Regions from separate parts of the Mus musculus genome. Here all the other regions are linked to region 1. The links are chromatin contacts, called in public HiChIP or PLAC-seq and promoter capture Hi-C maps. All regions are on one chromosome and are shown on one strand. The core of a region is the stretch at or near the end of the contact, and the rest is flanking DNA. Distances in the headings are between cores, read along the strand shown. Region 1 holds the start of Zfp629 (zinc finger protein 629). Region 2 holds the start of Qprt (quinolinate phosphoribosyltransferase). Region 3 holds the start of Prss8 (protease, serine 8 (prostasin)). Region 4 overlaps Itgal (integrin alpha L). Region 5 holds the start of Cd2bp2 (CD2 cytoplasmic tail binding protein 2).

Region 1 (3,116 bases), core at 333-2,832:
TGGCATGGGTTGACCTTGACAGTCACATGAGACTCCTACTTGTGGTCTCCTGGCAGGAGAGGAGGAGAGCTCGGAAGCCCGAGAATGAGCCAGAAAAGTGCAGGGAAGCCCAGTTCCCTCGGCTGCAAAAGTCAGACCCAGTGAGGAGGTCTGAGAGGCTGCGTCTCTGAGCTCTAGGTACGGATGTCCCCAAAGCCACCCAGACACACACCTGGGGACCCATCCTTCTGCCTTATTCTTTTTGTTGATGCTTCATCACACACCTAGGACAAGTACCCAGTAAAAACTCTGCTGGAGGACTGAGTGAGCTGGACACCTCATGCTCCCAGAAAGCCAGCCTATCTTGTTCAGTGTCTTTTAAGATCAGTTTGCAGATCGATGTCAGAAAAGTGACATAAGTTCGTCAGAGTGAGCCCCCAGGGGAAGGAGTCATATCTGTCACTCAAAATCCCGGGGGTGATCCCCAGGAGAGAGAACAGGGCTGCAGGAGGGCGCTGACATCTAACGGAATCCCTGGAATAATCTACCCTCGGGGTGACAGTGTGCATAGGTACTTTGTGCACAGGGACAAAGAGGACAAAGCTCACCAAGAGGTAGCTGGGGTGTGAAGCAGGTGAAGCAATGGACAGCTGACCAACTGCTAATGCAGCCGAGAAGTGAGTTAGCCATCCCCTATCTCTAAGTGTTTTTAGGGAGAGATGGGGGCCCCCCGGAGAGGAGAAGGTTACCCTGCTGAGCTGACCGAGAACAGGTAGGAGCTTAGATACTTGGACAGAGAAACTTAAAACTCAAGGGCCTACCGTAGAAGGGAAAGAGTTAATAACCAGGCCACATGCAAGAAGTAGCAAAGACTGCGAGGCGACTACTACTGGGAACCAGCCCAGGCCCAAGAGCGCCAGCCTCCTGCCCCGGACGACCCCCAGAGGACCGAGGCGGGAAGGACTGCCGGAGACGGCTGCCTTCCCGCGGAGGTGCGCGCGGCCCAGGGTGACCCTGACCAGGAGGCAGCGGGACCGCCCTCGACGCCGCCCCCCGCACCCCGGCGGACCAAGACTTGAGCGCCTCCGGCCGGGAGCACCCACCCTGTCCCCGGCTCCCAAAGCCCAGGCGAGCCGCCGGCGTTCCCTCCCCGCCGCGGACGCCCAGGCTGCCCGGCTCCGGGAGAGCGGCGGCCGCCTCGCCGCCCCCGGCCGGACTCGCTCTCTGGGCGCGCGCGCCTCCCCTCCCCCACGGCGGTCCCCGCGCGGTTCTCACAATCCCCCGGCCGCCGTCCCCCGCCGCCCCGGGCCCGGCCTGCGCCCCTCGCCCGTCGCCGCCTCCTTGGCCCTATTGTTCCCCGGCGGCTGTCCCGGGCCTCCAGGCCACCCCGGGAACCCAGGCGGCCCCAACTCACGGCTCTGGGGTCTGGGAAAAGCCGAAAGGCAGAGGCCAGCCCCAGGGGACTTAACCCCTTAAGTGCCCTGCCTCGGGGGACGGGCTAGATGCCGGGAACTCTAGGGTCCTTCTCAAGGGGTGATTCCAGGCTGAGGACCCGGGGACCAGTTCAGGGTGACTGGGACGGAGCAGGAAGTGACCCCAGCTTCCCGGGCCCCTCTAGCCTGGAGTCAGAACATCAGCTCTATGGGATTTAACCCTTTGCCTCCCACAGCCTGGGAAAAAATGAGGGGGTGGGTATGGAAGCAAGGAGGTGGCTGATGACGCCCCTCTCCCAGTGTCTAGTGGAATCACGGAAGATCAGCTTTTGGGGGAGCTCAGAGGCCGGCGAAGGTCTTCGGATTTCTGGCCATTCTCTCCAAAGACTCTGCCAGCCGCTCAGTTAAGCTGATCTCAGATTCGGCCGCCGCGGGTCCCCTGAGACCCGCCTTTGTTTGGACTCACCCAGGACTGGGGCTGGTATGCCTGGGTTGGTGATTAGGAGGTGAAAGCAAAGGTTGGGTGGGCTGACCTAGCGGTAAGAGCAGAAGCTAATGGGCCAGGCAAGGCTACCCAGCGCTACGGACCCTCTTACCCACCTCTCACCCCCCCACCGGTGGTCAGGTCTCCCTGGAGGAAGAAACTGACAAGGTAGGCAAGCATTACCCCTTCCCAGCAGCTCGGTGGTAAGGTATGCAACTCACTGCAGGGCAATCCTTCCATAAACTTAGGGAGCAAGAAGTAGTGGTGAATTCCTGTAATTCCGTTGCTTGGGAGACAGAGGCAGGAGGACCTGAAGGTTCAAAATATTCGTGGCCCACATAGCTCCAGGCTACCTAGCGAGACCCTGTTTCTAAACAAGGAACCTCACAGGGCTCCCAAACTGTTCCTGCTTGTGTCTCATTTTCTCCCCACCACATCCTGAGAGAGGACTTAGAATCATCCCCATTTTACAAGGCAAATTAATCAAGACATGAGATGTGAGGTAAAGTTCGAGGCCACAGTTTTCAATGAACCCAGGTGTGAGGAGACCAGAGTTGAACAATTGAACATTCTACCCTCAAAAAGTTCCATAGTAGCTAAGCACACCACCTGTAATCTTCAGCCATTAGTAGGCTGAGGCAGGAGAATCAAGAGTTGGACTTCAGGATCAGCCTGGGATGCACAATAGGACTCGTTTCAAACCTTAAATAAATAAATAAATAAATAAATAAATAAATAAATAAATAAATAAATTCCAAGCCCTGTATGGGAGTGAATAGCTGTGACTCTAGCACTGCAAGCTGACACAGGAAAATCACCATGAATTAAGACCAACCTAGGTGAATATATACTGGCTGGGTCAAACCCCCCTCCCCCACACATGTAGCAGATGTATATAGCTCGGTCTTCATGTGAGTCCTCCACAGCTGGATCAGGGGTTGTCTCTACAGCTTTTGCCAGCCTGTGGATTTTGTTCCCCTAACTGGGCTGCCTTGTCTGGTCTCAGTGGGAGAGGATGCATCTAGCTATGTTTGATGTGCCAGGGTGAGGGAATAGAAACAGGGGAGGCTCCACCCTCTCAGAAGAGAAGGGAAGGGGGATAGGGGCAGGCCTGGGAAGAAGGGGGCAGCAATGGGGATATAAAGTGAATAAATAAATTAATGGGGGGAAAAGACCAACCTAGGCTACACAGTGAGGCTACATGTTAAAACACCAATAAA
Region 2 (3,334 bases), core at 552-3,051, 490 kb before region 1:
GGGCTCATCGTAAGTTCAAGGTCACTCTGAGCTACATGAGTTGCAAGCCATGTTGGGCTGTGAATCAAGACCCTGGAGATGTGGCCCTGCATATCACTGAGGCTCAAAGGTTAAGTCCACACTGTTCTTGCAGAAGATCCAAGTTCTGTTCCTAGCACACACATCAGGTGGCTCACAACCGCCTGTAACTGTAGGGAGACCCAATGCCTATGGCATCTGGCAACCCCACACATGTGTGCATAACTCCTGCCATGCATAAACAGAATTTAAAATATTAAAAAAATACTCTGTCTTAGGAATAAACAAAACCAGGCACACCCCTTTAATCTCGGCACCCGGGAGGCATAGGCAGGAAGATTGCTGAGTGTTCCAGCCCAGCTAGGGCTCCACAGTGAGGACCTGTCTCAAAACTAAATGAATAATCAGAGGGGAAAGACAGTTCAGGAGGCCCCAAGCTCCATCCCCAGAGACGTACAAAGGTGGAAAGAAGAAGAGAACAACCTCTGAAAAGATGTCCTCTGACCTCCACACTGTGACACCTGACACCCCCACCACCATGCACTCACATACAATAATAAGTTTAAAAATTCAGAAACCCGGGTTGGATGAAAAATGCCATTATTGAACCCCCTTTCTCAGAAAAGGGAATCCATGGCTATTTTCTCAGAATTTCATATTCATGTTGGGCATCCATGCCCTCCCTGAACACCCACCCACAGTTCCTCAGTAAAGAACTCAGGAACCGGGACACTTGCAAAGGTGGTTGAGTTTCCCTACCACCCTGAAGCATCTTCCAGATGCAGAAACCTAGAATCCTTCTGGGTAACTTCCCAGGGTTCCCACAGCTGTGAATCCCCTGGCCTCAAATCCAGGGCAGTGTTAATGTTAGGAGGGAAAGGCAGACCAGGCAGAACACACGGGTTTGATCCCAGCACTTGGCAGGCGGCCGGCGGCAAATTTCGGTAAGTTTGAGGCCAGCCCGATCAGCACAGGCAACTCCCCAGATTCTAGCCAGACCTACAAATCCAGAGCAGGCTCCACAGGCAGGCCAGAGGAGTTGCATGCAAACCGGCAGGAAAGTGGGGAGGATGGGGGAGGAGGCCCCAGGGAGGAAAGGGAAACACAAAAGATTTAAATAAGAGCGGCAAACCTACTAGGGTGGAAGGTCTTAAGCATGCTGCGCAAGTGTCGACCACTGAGCTACACCCCAGACCCAATGCTACTGCAAGAAAAAGAGGCTGTGAGGCTGTAGAAGTCTTCCGATGGCCCTGCAGCCTGTCCTTGATGCACTCTAGGCTCAAGCAGGTGCTGTGAGTCCCAAGCCAGACTCTGCGGCCTGAGCGCAGTCTCCGACTTCATCCCCTCCCCGCCCCCCACACTCTACAGGGATGAGACCGGACTTTGCCTCCGCTTCTCTTGGCTGCTAACAAGGGACAGAGTCCAGGGCTGCTCCCCTTTCCAAACTCCCACTACCAGTCCATCTGACCCCAGCAGAGCAACCCCATCCATTCTGTTCCCAAGCTTCTGCCCTTCCGTAGGGCTCAACACAGAAAGAACCGCGAAGCAAGAGGAGGATTTTGGAGGTTCAAACAAGACAGAGAGAAGCGGACTTGGGAACAAGATCCAAGGAGAGGCCACAAGGGGTTCTTTAGAGAAGAGAGAGGGAGGCAGATGGCTGAAATAGGAAGAGGGACGGGCAGTAGGGGACATAGAAAACAGGAACACAGAGCAGAGACTTAGGTCACCTTCAGGGTCCATGGTGACTTGGAGCAGCCAGCGGGTCAGTGTGTTCACCACAGTTCAGGTCGAATGTTCCCAGAAGCTGAGGCTGGGGGTGGGGCTGCCAGAGAGAGGGGAGGGAGGGGCCGAGCTGGGTCAGTCCTTCCTAAGAGCCCTCACGGTACACCTCTTTGGACCCTCGCTGAGCCAGCCCCACTGCGAACCCCAGAATCAGTGGGAAGTGCTCAGCTGTGAGCACTTAGAAATTCTGACTCCTCTGGCACCAAACAGGCCCTGTTTTCTCCACTTCCAGCCCTGCTGGAGCTCCCTCGGAGTGCAGGGCCATGAATGCCGGACCTCACTCTCCTATGAGGGCCGGAAAGCCTTGTTAGTGGTGTGCTGGGAAAATCGTGGATCCCAGACCTGCACTCAAGCCCCAATTCCGTTCTCCCTAACCCCACCAGAGAGAGGCTCTCACTGTATAGATCCACCTCCTGTGTCCCCAGCCCGTGCTAGGATTAAAGCGCGCACAAGCACATGCGGCCCATTCTCTTTTTATCTCAAATTTTCTGAGGGACAGAGTAGGAACCCCACAAATATCCCCTCATCCCTCCCACTTTTCCTGAGAGCTGCAGTCTGAATGTGCTCCCCCAAAGTCAGTGTGTTGAAAACTTACCCCCCCAAATTTATAGAAATTTGGAGGAGGGGTTTTGGATGAGGCCCTAAGGGTGACGGAGGAGACTGTAGCATCAGTGACTTTGTAGCAGACTGAGAAATATTGCATGTTCTGGATCATATGTGGCTCCTAGCTCTAAATCTTTGGTCATGTATGTTTAACCTGGAGTACACGTGGGAGCCAGAAAACTAGAGATGGACCACAAGGGTGGATACCTAAGGGCTGGGTCAGGGAAATAAAGTAGAGAAGGATGGAATGGGGAAGGGTCAAACCTGGGGGAGGGAGCAAGGTTAGCCAAAATAAAAGGTATATGAAAAAGCTATAGGGAAACCATCTTCCAACCCAAGAAAAAACTATTAGTGAAGATAGTAGAACACTGAGATGTGAAACGAGAGAGAGAGAGAGAGAGAGAGAGTGAGAGAGAGAGAGAGAGAGAGAGAGAGAGAGAGAGACTCAGGGTTAAAGTGAAGAAAAGAGATTCAGAAAAGGGTGGGGGGAAGGGAAGCCCAAACTAAGCGTATATGAGGAAGCATTGCAGGAACCCACTGTTCTGAAAGCTATTTTTAAATATATAATATTTTTTAAATAGGGAGTTGAGCAGAAGTACCCTGCATGAGTGCTTCCCAGAAGACATGAATTATTAAATGAGAACCTCAGTGCCGGGGTGAGCCCTCTCCCTGTGAGTTACTGGTCAGTAAGGCTCCAGATGCTCCGAAAACAGCACACTACTGCTATTGCTCTTGGCTGTGCACCGTAACTACAGGGTGAGACTCGATTGCTGAGAATACCACTCCTAATGCAGAACATAACAAAATTAACCTTGAGCTGACCAGGAAACTTTCTCCCTGTTGGCTAGCCTGCACAATGCCATACAGGCTTCTGGGAGGGGAAAGACATGTATCTTACCTAGTGCTGGACCCATCACGCTGTAACTGACAG
Region 3 (3,416 bases), core at 406-2,905, 310 kb after region 1:
CTCTGTGTAGCCCTGGCTGTCCTGGAACTCACTTTGTAGGCCAAGTGGCCTCAAACTCAGAAATCCGCCTGCCTCTGCCTCCCGAGTGCTGGGATTAAAGGCATGCGCCACCACTGCCCGGCACTTAATTTTAAAGAATTAAAAAAAAATAAATTGCAGGTACATATGCCACTATCCTCTGACTATCACACAGCCCCGCTTCCTGTCACAGCCACTGGGCCACTCACTCCTTACCACTGGACCTTTAAGACCAGTCACTCTATTCTGAATGCCTTTCCAGCCTTTCTCCACTAGGCTAGAGAGCCATCCGGGCACAGCCCCTCCATGGCATGTTTGGATCAGCCGGCTAGGTCACAGGTGTCGCTCTCAGCTTCCAGGGCCCTCTCCACAGAGTCCAGGCTGGCTGACACCTGTTCTCATGCCTATGACTGTTCCAACTGCACCAACCTGAGCGTTACCTAGAGACACACCTGTTTCCACCCTCTCCCCATCTGCTGAGCACAGGAGAACTAGGGGTGTGATTGAACATTGCAAGGAAATTGGATTCCTCAGGTTGGGGACCTGAGCCGCTCCCCCCACCCCCCAAGCTAGCAGTAGGCAGAGAAAACACCTAGCTAGATTCTTCCTTCATTCCCTCACAATCCTGACAATGGCTACTACTCAGACTGCAGCTGAGGCGCATCTAGGCTCCAAGGGGCTTTCACTTCCCAATCTCCCGGTCTTCCTCACAGCCCTAGAAGAACAGAACTGAACAGCTTTTCAAGGCAAAGAAACTGGAGCTTTGAAAGATAAGGAGACAAGGCTACTAGATAGTTATGCTCAGACCGGAAACCAGTCTACACTGGAGCTGATCTTCTCAGAGCCACCTCCCCTACCCACACTGAGAGTCAGGCTTCGATTATGCCCGCGGACAGCTCACTGCATCTCTTTACCTCAGTTTCCTCATAAAACAAGAGCCAAGATTCCATACACTCAGAGCTGTTGGGACACTTAGTGTGGCTAAGTGCAAGCCCAGCTAGGCGACAAGTGTTCCTACAACCCGCCAGGGGACACCGAGCCGCTGTGCCCTCACTCCCCCAACTCCCGCAGAAAGCCTCACCTTCAGTCCCGTCAGCTCCTGGAGGGAAAGAAAGAGAGAGGAGTTGGCAGGGAGGCCTGAGTCCCCAGAGCCCTTCACGCCAACCGCTTCCCCATAGGGTGATTCCTTGTTTGGGGGACTAACAAGAGAAGAGGGGAAGACGGTAGGAACACGGAGATTCGCGAATTCAGTCTACACGGGGACCAGCCTGCTCTCACCGGGGCTCCTTCTCCAACCCTCCCTCCCGCGGATCCATACTTACGGATTCCCGACTGGAGCAATCCGAGAAGGAGCAGAATGGTCACAGCTTCCAGCTGCCCAAGTCCCAGGCCCACCCTTAGGGCCATGGCCTAGGACAAGGGCCCCCCGAAGGAGCCCCTAGGTAGAAAGGGAAGAACCAGAAGGCTGGTTTTGAAGGCAGGATCTAGGTGTGGGATCAGAGTGAGGAATCCCAGGATCTAGGCTGGGAAGGTGAAGCAGGCTTCTCGGCAGAAAATGGCCAGGGGGAAGACGGGACACACCTTTAGTCTCTCTGCAGTGACCAGCGTGGACCTGTTCTGCCTTACAATTTGGTCAACAGAGACCTCTCCAGGCACTTCAGGAGCCAACCACCTGTGGGCTCCTCCCTCAGCCACGCCCTCCTCCTCCTCCTCGGAAAGCAGGCTTTTTTTTTTCCTGCTTCTGGCCTCTGTGGTCCTTTCCTGGATCCTTTCGCAGTGGGTGCTTTTGATACAGGAAAACTGATCCTGGACAGTCAGAAAGCAGTCCCAGGCAGGACTGGGAACCCTAAGGGCCAGCCAAGTACCCCAGGTCTTATTGGTCACTCAGTTATCACCCCCCCTCCCCCCACTCCTAGTCCCCTCTTCCCCGACAACCTGGCCTGGTCTAGACCTTATTAAGGTAGGGCCACAGCCGCTGCTCAGCCCTTCCCATCCCTCCTCAGGCCAGGTATCTAAAACTAGCATGGGGGAATGCCCCAGGCCAAAGCCATTCGTGGCAGGCCCTCTGTAGAAACACCTTCCTGCAGGTGTTGAGCACGGCTGGCTATTGACAATCATCCGGTAAGTATTTGCTAAGTACCTATCTGTGCACCCGGCACAAGTGGCAGACTGTACCATCTATGACCTCCTTAAGATGATGATGAAGTGGGGATGTCAGACTCGAATCAAGTAACAAAAGGCAATTATTGATTAATCATTTCAAATTAGGAGCTGTGATATAGACCCAATTAGTGGGACTCTCAACTGCACAGTAGCTGCAGGGCTCGTGGAAGAACAACGCTGGGAACCAAATCCTCAGAGGGCATGGAAAGATGCCAACCAAACAACACTGGCAAAGTTAGGCCAGGTGTGGTGGCACGTGTCTTTAAAGCCAGTTGTGCTTTGTCCCACGGAGGCACAGGCAGGCAGATGTCTGTGAGTTTGAGGCTAGACTGGTCTACATAGCAAATTCTAGGATAGCCAAGGCTACATAGAGAAAAATCTCTAAAAAAAAAAAAAAAAAAAGCCGGATGTGGTGGCACACTCCTTTAATCCCAGCAGCACTCAGGAGGCAGAGGCAGGGGGATTTCTGAGTTCGAGGCCAGCCTGGTCTACAAAGTGAGTTCCAGGACAGCCAGGGCTATACCGAGAAACCCTGTCTTGGAAAAAAAAAAGAATAAATAAATAAATAAATAAAGACAAAGCCGGGGTGTTGTGAAGTAGGTAGGGTAGGAGTTCAGGGAAAGGCCTAGGGAAGGCTCGGTGGTAAAGCAATTCCCACGTGCAGGCCCATAAAAACCCAGGTTCCGATCCCTGGCTTTCTGTAAAGTGTGAGTGTGGCGGTTCACAGCTGCAACCCCAGGACAGTCCTGGGTGGGAGTCAGCAGACCCTGGGGCTTTGCTGCCCAGCCAGTCTAGGCGAACCAGCAAGGTCCAGGTTCATGAAACCCTGCCTCAAGACAGGCTGGAGAGCAGCAGCCTCAGAGTTTGCTTGTGCTGGTGCATGCATGTGTGTGTACACATGAGTAACAGGGCACAGGAGTTCACAGAAAGGCAGCCCGTGTGCCGGCCGTCTGTGGGTATGGATATGGGTTAGGTTTAAGCTGAGGAAAAACTGACCCTTACTTCCTCTGCTGTCTGCAGCTGGATTCCAGCCCAGCCCTGGGTCGGAGAATTCCTGGAGGGGGTGAATCAGAGGGAGGGAGGGGCAAGACTCTGGGAGTCACGTGCGGTGCGTTTAGGGAAAGGAAGGGGCAGATTCAGTGTGGGGCATAGAGAGCAGGTGGCTGTACTCACTTCCTTGAGTCTTGGAGAATATTCACTGTGGTACCCAACAGAGAAAGAAAAGAAAGCCTTTA
Region 4 (3,297 bases), core at 732-3,231, 300 kb before region 1:
ACCCCGCCTGCACCCCTGCCCTGCAATCCTGGGGTTTGGGGATAAGGGCAGCGTGCTTACAGGAAGCGAGCACACTCGTCTGGCTGCTGCCGATGACTTGAGCGAAGTTGACTGGGGCGCATTCTGTGCTGTGCCACCTCTGGGCACTTGCTGTGTTGTGGCTCGTACATGCGACCCTGTTCTGGAGGGGCTCACAGCTGGCTGCCCGAGAAGCCACAGTTGCAATCCTCTTCAATGGTGCTGCTGTTAAATTGGGGACCAGTAATCTATGCCAGAGATCTGAGAGGGTAAAACAAGTCTGCCCATAGAGGTGACCCAGAGGTCCACAAGAGGACAGGTAAGGGTTGAGAAAGACCATCATGTGGTGTAGGCAGAAAAACATTGGAGACTCTGGGGTGATGAGGTCAGAAGGGCTTAGTATCTAGCTATTAGATGTTGCGGAAACATCAAAGAATTTTCACGAGCTTAAATTTTTTTCATGTTCATTATTTTAATTTTGAATGTGTGTTTTGCCTGCGTGTTTGTATTTGCACTACGCATGTGCCCATGGAGGTCAGAAGCAGCATCGGATCCCCTGGACCTGGAGTTTGGGTTACCCTGTATGTGGGTGCTGGAAATTGAGTCCAGGTCCTCTGGAAGAGTGGGCATTCATCTCTTAGCTCCTCCTGAGTGTTTCTTGTGCCAGTGGCAGAAACCCAGTAAGACCTGCCCGATGTAAGCAAGAAAGGCAATTGACAGACCCAGCCTATGGCACAGGCCTGGCTTTATATGTTCTGTATCCAGATACCTGGACAAAGGCATCAAGAGTCTTTTTCTCTCCTTCTCTTTCATTCTGTCCCTGCTCCCTCCTTTATATACCCCAGACTGCTCTGGAACTTTCTATGAAGCCCAGGCTGCCTTGGAACTTCTGGCTTAGCTGCTTCCACCTCCTGAATCCCGATTCCAGGCACGGGGCCTGCGCCTAGCTCAGGAAGCCTACTCCATAGTTCATGTCGCTTATTGTCCTTAAATCAGTACCTCTGTCAGACCTCTGACAACCAGGGAGAGACACCTTCCCTTTGTTGTGACCTGGTCATATCCACACCGCTAGCCAAATGCCAGAGACCAGGCCTTGGTCATATGCATGCCCTGTATGTATGGGGCAACCAAAGTCCTCTGGGGTAGGACCAGATATTTAGGAGAGGGGAGGAGACATTGCTGCCTTCACATAGACAGTTAAGCGCTGGTTCCTGCACTGATGTGGGATGTATTGCAGCCACAGGAACCTGGAGGGAGGAAGGACTGGGTAAGAGTCAGGCTTGAATCCAGGCACTCTGTGGGAGTGGGGATAGGGGATGCATTAAGGGGAGTCTCTAGAGGCAGGATAGCTGGGAACTTGAGATGTGCAGAGAGGCAAAAGACAATGGCCATTTGTCATGTGCATCTGGGTGGGTGATGGCTCTCCACTGCGGGGAGCACTAGAGGGAGCACAACTGTGTCAGGAGAGGAGACTCGAGAGTTCAGCCTTAGAATGTGTGGGATCTGGGTTCTGAATTACCCAAGAGGCAACTAGAGCTGTTCTAGGCGGGGCCTAGATACCTGCTAGGCCTACTCAACTTCAAACCGGAGAGGTTTACATTAACACTGGCTATTTGAGTGTTTGTTGTTGTTTGTTTGGGGAAAAGGTTGTCTGGAATGCTTAATAATCCTGCCTACTTCCGAATTGCTGGGATTACAGGTATGAGCCATCACACCCAGCTAAGAGTGACATACATAAAAAAAAATCTTATATTACAAATATTGATTGGTTGATTGTGTGTGTGTGTATGTGTGTGTGTATAACTTGTAAGAGTCTGTTCTCTCCTTCCATTGTGTGGGAAGTCTTTCTCCTGTACGAGGCCGGAGGAGACTGGCATGGCTTCTGAGATTCTAAATCAGGAGTCAACAAACCAAAGAGCACATGCCTTTTGCTTTTAGAGTTGTGTGGGTTCTGTGGTGGCCACATCTTGTGCTCAAAGATGCCTGGGGTGTAGCTATCACATCTGTGCACCTGGCCAAGGAGAACGGAGCAACACACACAGCTTCCCTTGAAGAATATTTCCTTAAATAGCTACATAGCACTTTTATTGATGTCCCAGGGATTAAAATGTAGTCACCATGATCAGTCACCACGATCACACTCAGCTGCAAGAAAGGCTAAGAAAAGGAGTCTAAAGACTGAAGATGTTTTTTGTTTTGTTTTGTTTTGTTTTGTTTTGAAGTGAAGACTGTTTTAGAGGCAAGAGGTGAGGACCCCCGCGTAGGGGCTGCCAGCAGTCTCTGCCTCCTCCTCTAATGGAAACCCAGGACATCAGGACCTGGCACCTGAGATCACAGTCAATATCAAGAACGCCTTCCTGGGAAATGTCATTAGTTCTGGGTTTTATGAAATGAATGAATTAGTTGTGTGTGTAGGTGGTACTGATATGGTCAAGGGGGATGGGAGACAGACCTCGCTTCTTTCAGAAAAACAGCTGAGGAGGTCAAGGCCCTGGGTTGTTCATGGTTGCCTGGGTAGTGAGCATCTGTGTGAGTGCTGAGGTGGATGGAGAGCCATCAGCAGAGAGAGCACCAAGCCTTTCTCCACGTAAAGAAGAGTCTGGAGGCTGGATTCTTCCAGAAGATCCCACTGTGATAACCTGTGAAGACCTTCCAAGGTTCCACTGCCTTTAGAATATAATCTCAGTGCCCCAGCATTACCCATAGGCTTAGTGGAACCTGAACTGTGTTCTGACTTCATGATCCTTCTGATGGACTGTGCTGGGGCTAGACCTGTTCCCTGGGGGAGGTGGGGGGATGTGTGGCAGGAGGCACAGTCTGTCATGCCTCAGGGCCTATGTATCCTCTGAACTTTTTTCTCCATTTTCTTCACCTGGCTTCCTCTTACTGTTTTAGTGCCCTAGTCAGCATTCTGTGATGGTAACAAATACTCAGATGATCAAGTTATAAAGAAGAAAGGTTCGTTTGGACTCATGATCTCATGGCTATAGTCTGTGATCATCAGTTTTGTTGCTTTAGACCTGTGACAGGTGCATATTATGGTGGGGAGTGCATTGTAAAGCTACTGACCCCCATCACTGTGGCTGGGAAGTAAAGGGAAAGGAAGGAAGAGTTGGGGTGCCAGTGCCAACTTCAAGGGCACACCTCCAATGACATAACATTCTCCAACTACGAGTTAGCTCTTAGAGGCTCTGCCACCATCCAATTACAACACAAGGCTGGGACCAGGCCCTTAACACATGCAGAGGTGGGCGTTCTAGATCCAAATACAGCAGTGAG
Region 5 (3,104 bases), core at 563-3,062, 420 kb before region 1:
TCCAGGGAGGGTGGAGGTGTGGGGTCATGGGATCCCTGGGCCCGACACCCCAAACCCTTCAGTCGCATAGCCAACCGTTCCCTTGTTTCCTGGTACACACCAAGGTTGCCTCGTGCCACCATTTGGTCAGCTAACCCAGACAGCCGGTCTAGCCGCTGGGGGGAATTGGGCCGTCCAGTCCCCTTGCTGTTGCTCCCTTTGCCTCCTCCTCGGGCCCCCAGCCGCCTAAGGGCCCCAGCCACTGTCTCTCTTGGCAACAACAACTCCAAAAGTCCCTCCAGGAGTGCTTGGGCGCTCATTGGAGTCTGACCCAGGCTGTCTTCCTCCTCCGAGTCTGAAACCTGGTGCTTATCAGGGGGCCGTTCCTTGATCCTCACCTACAAGGAAAAGATAATTAGAATTTCTTACAAACTTCCACCAGGGCCCAGGCCCTGCACCTGCACTCCCAGGCCTCAGCCAGAATAGTCCCTGGGCCACACCCAGTCAATGTTGTCCAGCCAGCTGTCTCGGATCTGCGCATCCTGGTTCAGGAAGTAGTTGCCATCAGCATCAAAGTGGCCTTCCTCCATCTCTTCCTGCAGGTTGAAGGGTGTGATCCTCACACCGCCCTCACTAGGGAGAGTAGCTGCTTCCTGACCTGCACCGAAGACATTGGGGGTGGGGCATGCTAGACACGCAAAAGGGAAGCAGGCACACCTCCCACCTCCATCCTGAAGGCTTGTCCCCCCAACTCAGTTAACGCTTCGGACATAGCTCACCTTCTACATCCTCTGAGGCCAGGATATCATATTTGCTGGACCCTTCCTCATCATCATCCTCTTCATCACTGTCTAAAGAGTGCTTGCCTTTGAAGCGGCTCCCAGGACCACCTGCTGCAGCCACAGGGTCCACCAGCTGTGAGGAGGCCGAAGCAAATGAGAAATGCAGCCAACTGGGTAGTTCCCCAGATACTCCAGGATCTGTACACAAATCTTTCCAAACCCAGTGCGCCGGGGAAAACTAACACTTCCTTGGCTTCCCGGCTTTCCTCCCATCAGATTTCTCCTTCTTCTTTCCTCTCAGTCCTCCACGGAAATTCGAAATCTGGCCATCTCACCTTCTTTTTGGGCACACTGATTTCATCTTCACCATCCTCATCTCCAACACCCTGAAAAGTCACTTTCCTCTTTGGCATGATTGGCTGTGGATTTCCTCCAGCTGGACCTCGGAAAAAGATATGTAGTGAGGAAGTGAGGTAAGGAGAGAGGACCGCGGGGGAGTGCAGGGGCCACCAACATTTTTCCTGGTAAATGTGAGCGAGGACAGATCGCTAAAGCATCTGAGAGAACTAGCAGGCACGACGTCCGGGGTTGGTTGGGCAATTCTGAGGCCCGGAGGAGAGGCGATGGGAAGGATCTCCGCCCCCGCGTGGACCCTGCGGGTATTCCCACCCGGGGATGGGGAGTCAGGTTCCCCTACGTCACCACTCCCCTACCAGTCCGGAGCTACCGAACTCAACCACCTCTCCCACCCGAGTGCTCACAGAGGCCGGTCGGACCCAAGAGCTGGAGCTGCCTAGATCCCCGAATACCACGTAGCGACCTGCTCGGCCATGTCCTTGGCGTACAAACTAAAGGCGAAGCAAACCCGCGGGGATTCAAACAATCTTACCCGCCGGTGCTCACCTAGGAACCCAGGGTCAGGCGGGGAAGAAAAGGAAAGATGCTTTCGCCGGTATTACATCCGGGGCACCCGCCTTCATCACCCGGAAAAAAACCGTGGAGACCGGCATAGGACCCGGAAGTGGCTTCACTTCTATTCAAAAAGGGCGGATGCATACCATTAGCCAAGGCCGACTCGCGGCAGGAAGTGACGCAAGACCTGCAAAGACTCGCGTGAACTACGTCCTTGCCTCACGGGACTTGAGGATGGCGGGAAATGTTTTATTATTCCTCTACGATGGAGGCTACAGTGAGGATAAGGACGTGGTGTGCTAAGAGGTTCCCAAGGCCTGGATGGAGAGGCACAGGCCGAACAGAGGCTTCGGGCTTCCGTTTGCATGTATGGATAGGGTTCTGTACGCCTAGTGGCCTTCAGTAGACACCCGGGCTTCCGATCTTAACGCAGTCCCAACACTCGGGAAATTGAAACAGGATTGATTGTCGCGAGATTGACGACAGTCTGGGATACAACATGAGACCGTCTATTTTTAAAGAAAGTCTTGCTCTTCTCTCTGAGTCCTGCTTCTGATTATAAGCGCTCGGGCACCTTCCAAACCAAGCCCTTTTAGAACCCAGGAGTCATTTGCACCATGTCTATTCTCCCACTTAATTCCTAGTTTCTGTAGCGGGACAACCATCACAGGAGGTGCCACTGGCTTCCGTCCGTGGCCTGTAACCAGGCAGAAGCCCATCAGTTACACGAAGCCTACCTCATCCCTTAGCAAACTGCCAAAGGGCTGGGATCCAGCTCCTGCAAAGCTGGGGCCAGGTGAGATCTTCCCCAATAGTGAGGTTTAGATCTGGAGCTCTGGGGAACAACTCAAACCTCAACGCCTCCACCCCCGTCCCCACCCTCGGCTAAATAGCTCCGGTGATCCTACTAGAGTTGGAAGAGGGCAGCCAGATGGACCACGCCTTTCTCCTCCAGGGTTTTCTCCCATTGTGAATCATGAAACTTCACTTCTGTGGGTACAGAACACAAGTTCTAGACCAGGAGGGCATCTTGCTACAGACAGGACCCTGAAGAAAGCAGCTCTCAGCACTGCTGGTTCATCCGGAGGGGGTTTTCTCTACCTGGAGACCACACACCCTGATCCCCTTTCTGCTGAGAAGTGCCAAGTGGAGCTTTACGGCCACAGAAGCCCACACCTTTATCATCCTGACCCGGAGTAGAGGGTGTGTGGCAAAGATCTAGCCACAGAAAACAAGAGCTGCGCAGTTTGGTTGTGTGTACCTGCTGGGATGAACCCCAGGCAGTTAGTCTACCCTAGACGCCCAGGGAACTGCACCAAGCTGCTGACCAAGAACCCAGCCCAATCTAAAGATGGTGGTTTTGCACACACTCTCAGGCCCCTCCTTCAGCTTCCAGGGGGCTGAAGCCATTGGAAAGGCGATCCCAGTCCT

The links. Promoter capture Hi-C pulls out the DNA fragments that hold promoters and counts their contacts. HiChIP or PLAC-seq counts read pairs in DNA pulled down with a chosen protein or histone mark.
Region 2: a contact with region 1 is called in a promoter capture Hi-C map of liver, with 4 times the contacts expected there. The contact joins the promoter of Qprt here to the promoter of Zfp629 in region 1. A contact is called at or near these places in 4 of 39 promoter capture datasets (embryonic stem cells, frontonasal cranial neural crest and liver).
Region 3: a promoter capture Hi-C map of neural stem cells shows a contact between it and region 1. The contact joins the promoter of Prss8 here to the promoter of Zfp629 in region 1. A contact is called at or near these places in 1 of 39 promoter capture datasets (neural stem cells), 3 of 484 Hi-C or Micro-C datasets (all in embryonic stem cells), 3 of 115 datasets of contacts at active chromatin or transcription factors (the SCID.adh cell line, pancreatic cancer cells and stem cell-derived neural progenitor cells) and 2 of 9 other capture datasets (embryonic stem cells and liver).
Region 4: a contact with region 1 is called in an H3K27ac HiChIP or PLAC-seq map of T-cell acute lymphoblastic leukemia, with 7 times the contacts expected there. The contact joins the enhancer-like site here to the promoter of Zfp629 in region 1. A contact is called at or near these places in 2 of 39 promoter capture datasets (embryonic stem cells and neural stem cells), 4 of 484 Hi-C or Micro-C datasets (bone marrow-derived macrophages, cerebellar granule neurons, cerebral cortex and 1 more), 9 of 115 datasets of contacts at active chromatin or transcription factors (T-cell acute lymphoblastic leukemia, bone marrow-derived macrophages, craniofacial prominence and 4 more) and 3 of 9 other capture datasets (adipose tissue, embryonic stem cells and liver).
Region 5: a contact with region 1 is called in a promoter capture Hi-C map of liver, with 2.4 times the contacts expected there. The contact joins the promoter of Cd2bp2 here to the promoter of Zfp629 in region 1. A contact is called at or near these places in 5 of 39 promoter capture datasets (cranial neural crest, frontonasal cranial neural crest, liver and 1 more) and 2 of 115 datasets of contacts at active chromatin or transcription factors (double positive thymocytes and pancreatic cancer cells).

Annotation. Positions count from the first base shown.
Region 1 is chr7:127,613,690-127,616,805 of GRCm38.p6, forward strand. Zfp629 (zinc finger protein 629) reads right to left here and starts at 1,583. Exons shown (of 3, transcript NM_001362196.1): 1 at 1,394-1,583.
Region 2 is chr7:127,120,228-127,123,561 of GRCm38.p6, forward strand. It overlaps Qprt (quinolinate phosphoribosyltransferase), which reads right to left and starts at 1,802. Exons shown (of 4, transcript NM_133686.1): 1 at 1,746-1,802. The coding sequence starts at 1,758.
Region 3 is chr7:127,928,458-127,931,873 of GRCm38.p6, forward strand. It overlaps Prss8 (protease, serine 8 (prostasin)), which reads right to left and starts at 1,656. Exons shown (of 6, transcript NM_133351.3): 1 at 1,341-1,656; 2 at 1,100-1,117. The coding sequence starts at 1,425.
Region 4 is chr7:127,318,045-127,321,341 of GRCm38.p6, forward strand. All of the region lies in intron 18 of Itgal (integrin alpha L), which reads left to right. Among named protein-coding and RNA genes, the nearest start is that of Itgal, 23 kb to the left of the region's middle. Within about 2 kb of position 1,982, at least 2 of the 459 cell types and tissues checked have an H3K27ac peak or open chromatin away from gene starts, as enhancers often do. A contact at or near this core is called in T-cell acute lymphoblastic leukemia, where this site is marked.
Region 5 is chr7:127,194,265-127,197,368 of GRCm38.p6, forward strand. Cd2bp2 (CD2 cytoplasmic tail binding protein 2) reads right to left here and starts at 1,813. Exons shown (of 7, transcript NM_027353.4): 1 at 1,665-1,813; 2 at 1,097-1,197; 3 at 759-894; 4 at 480-637; 5 at 1-377. The coding sequence starts at 1,174.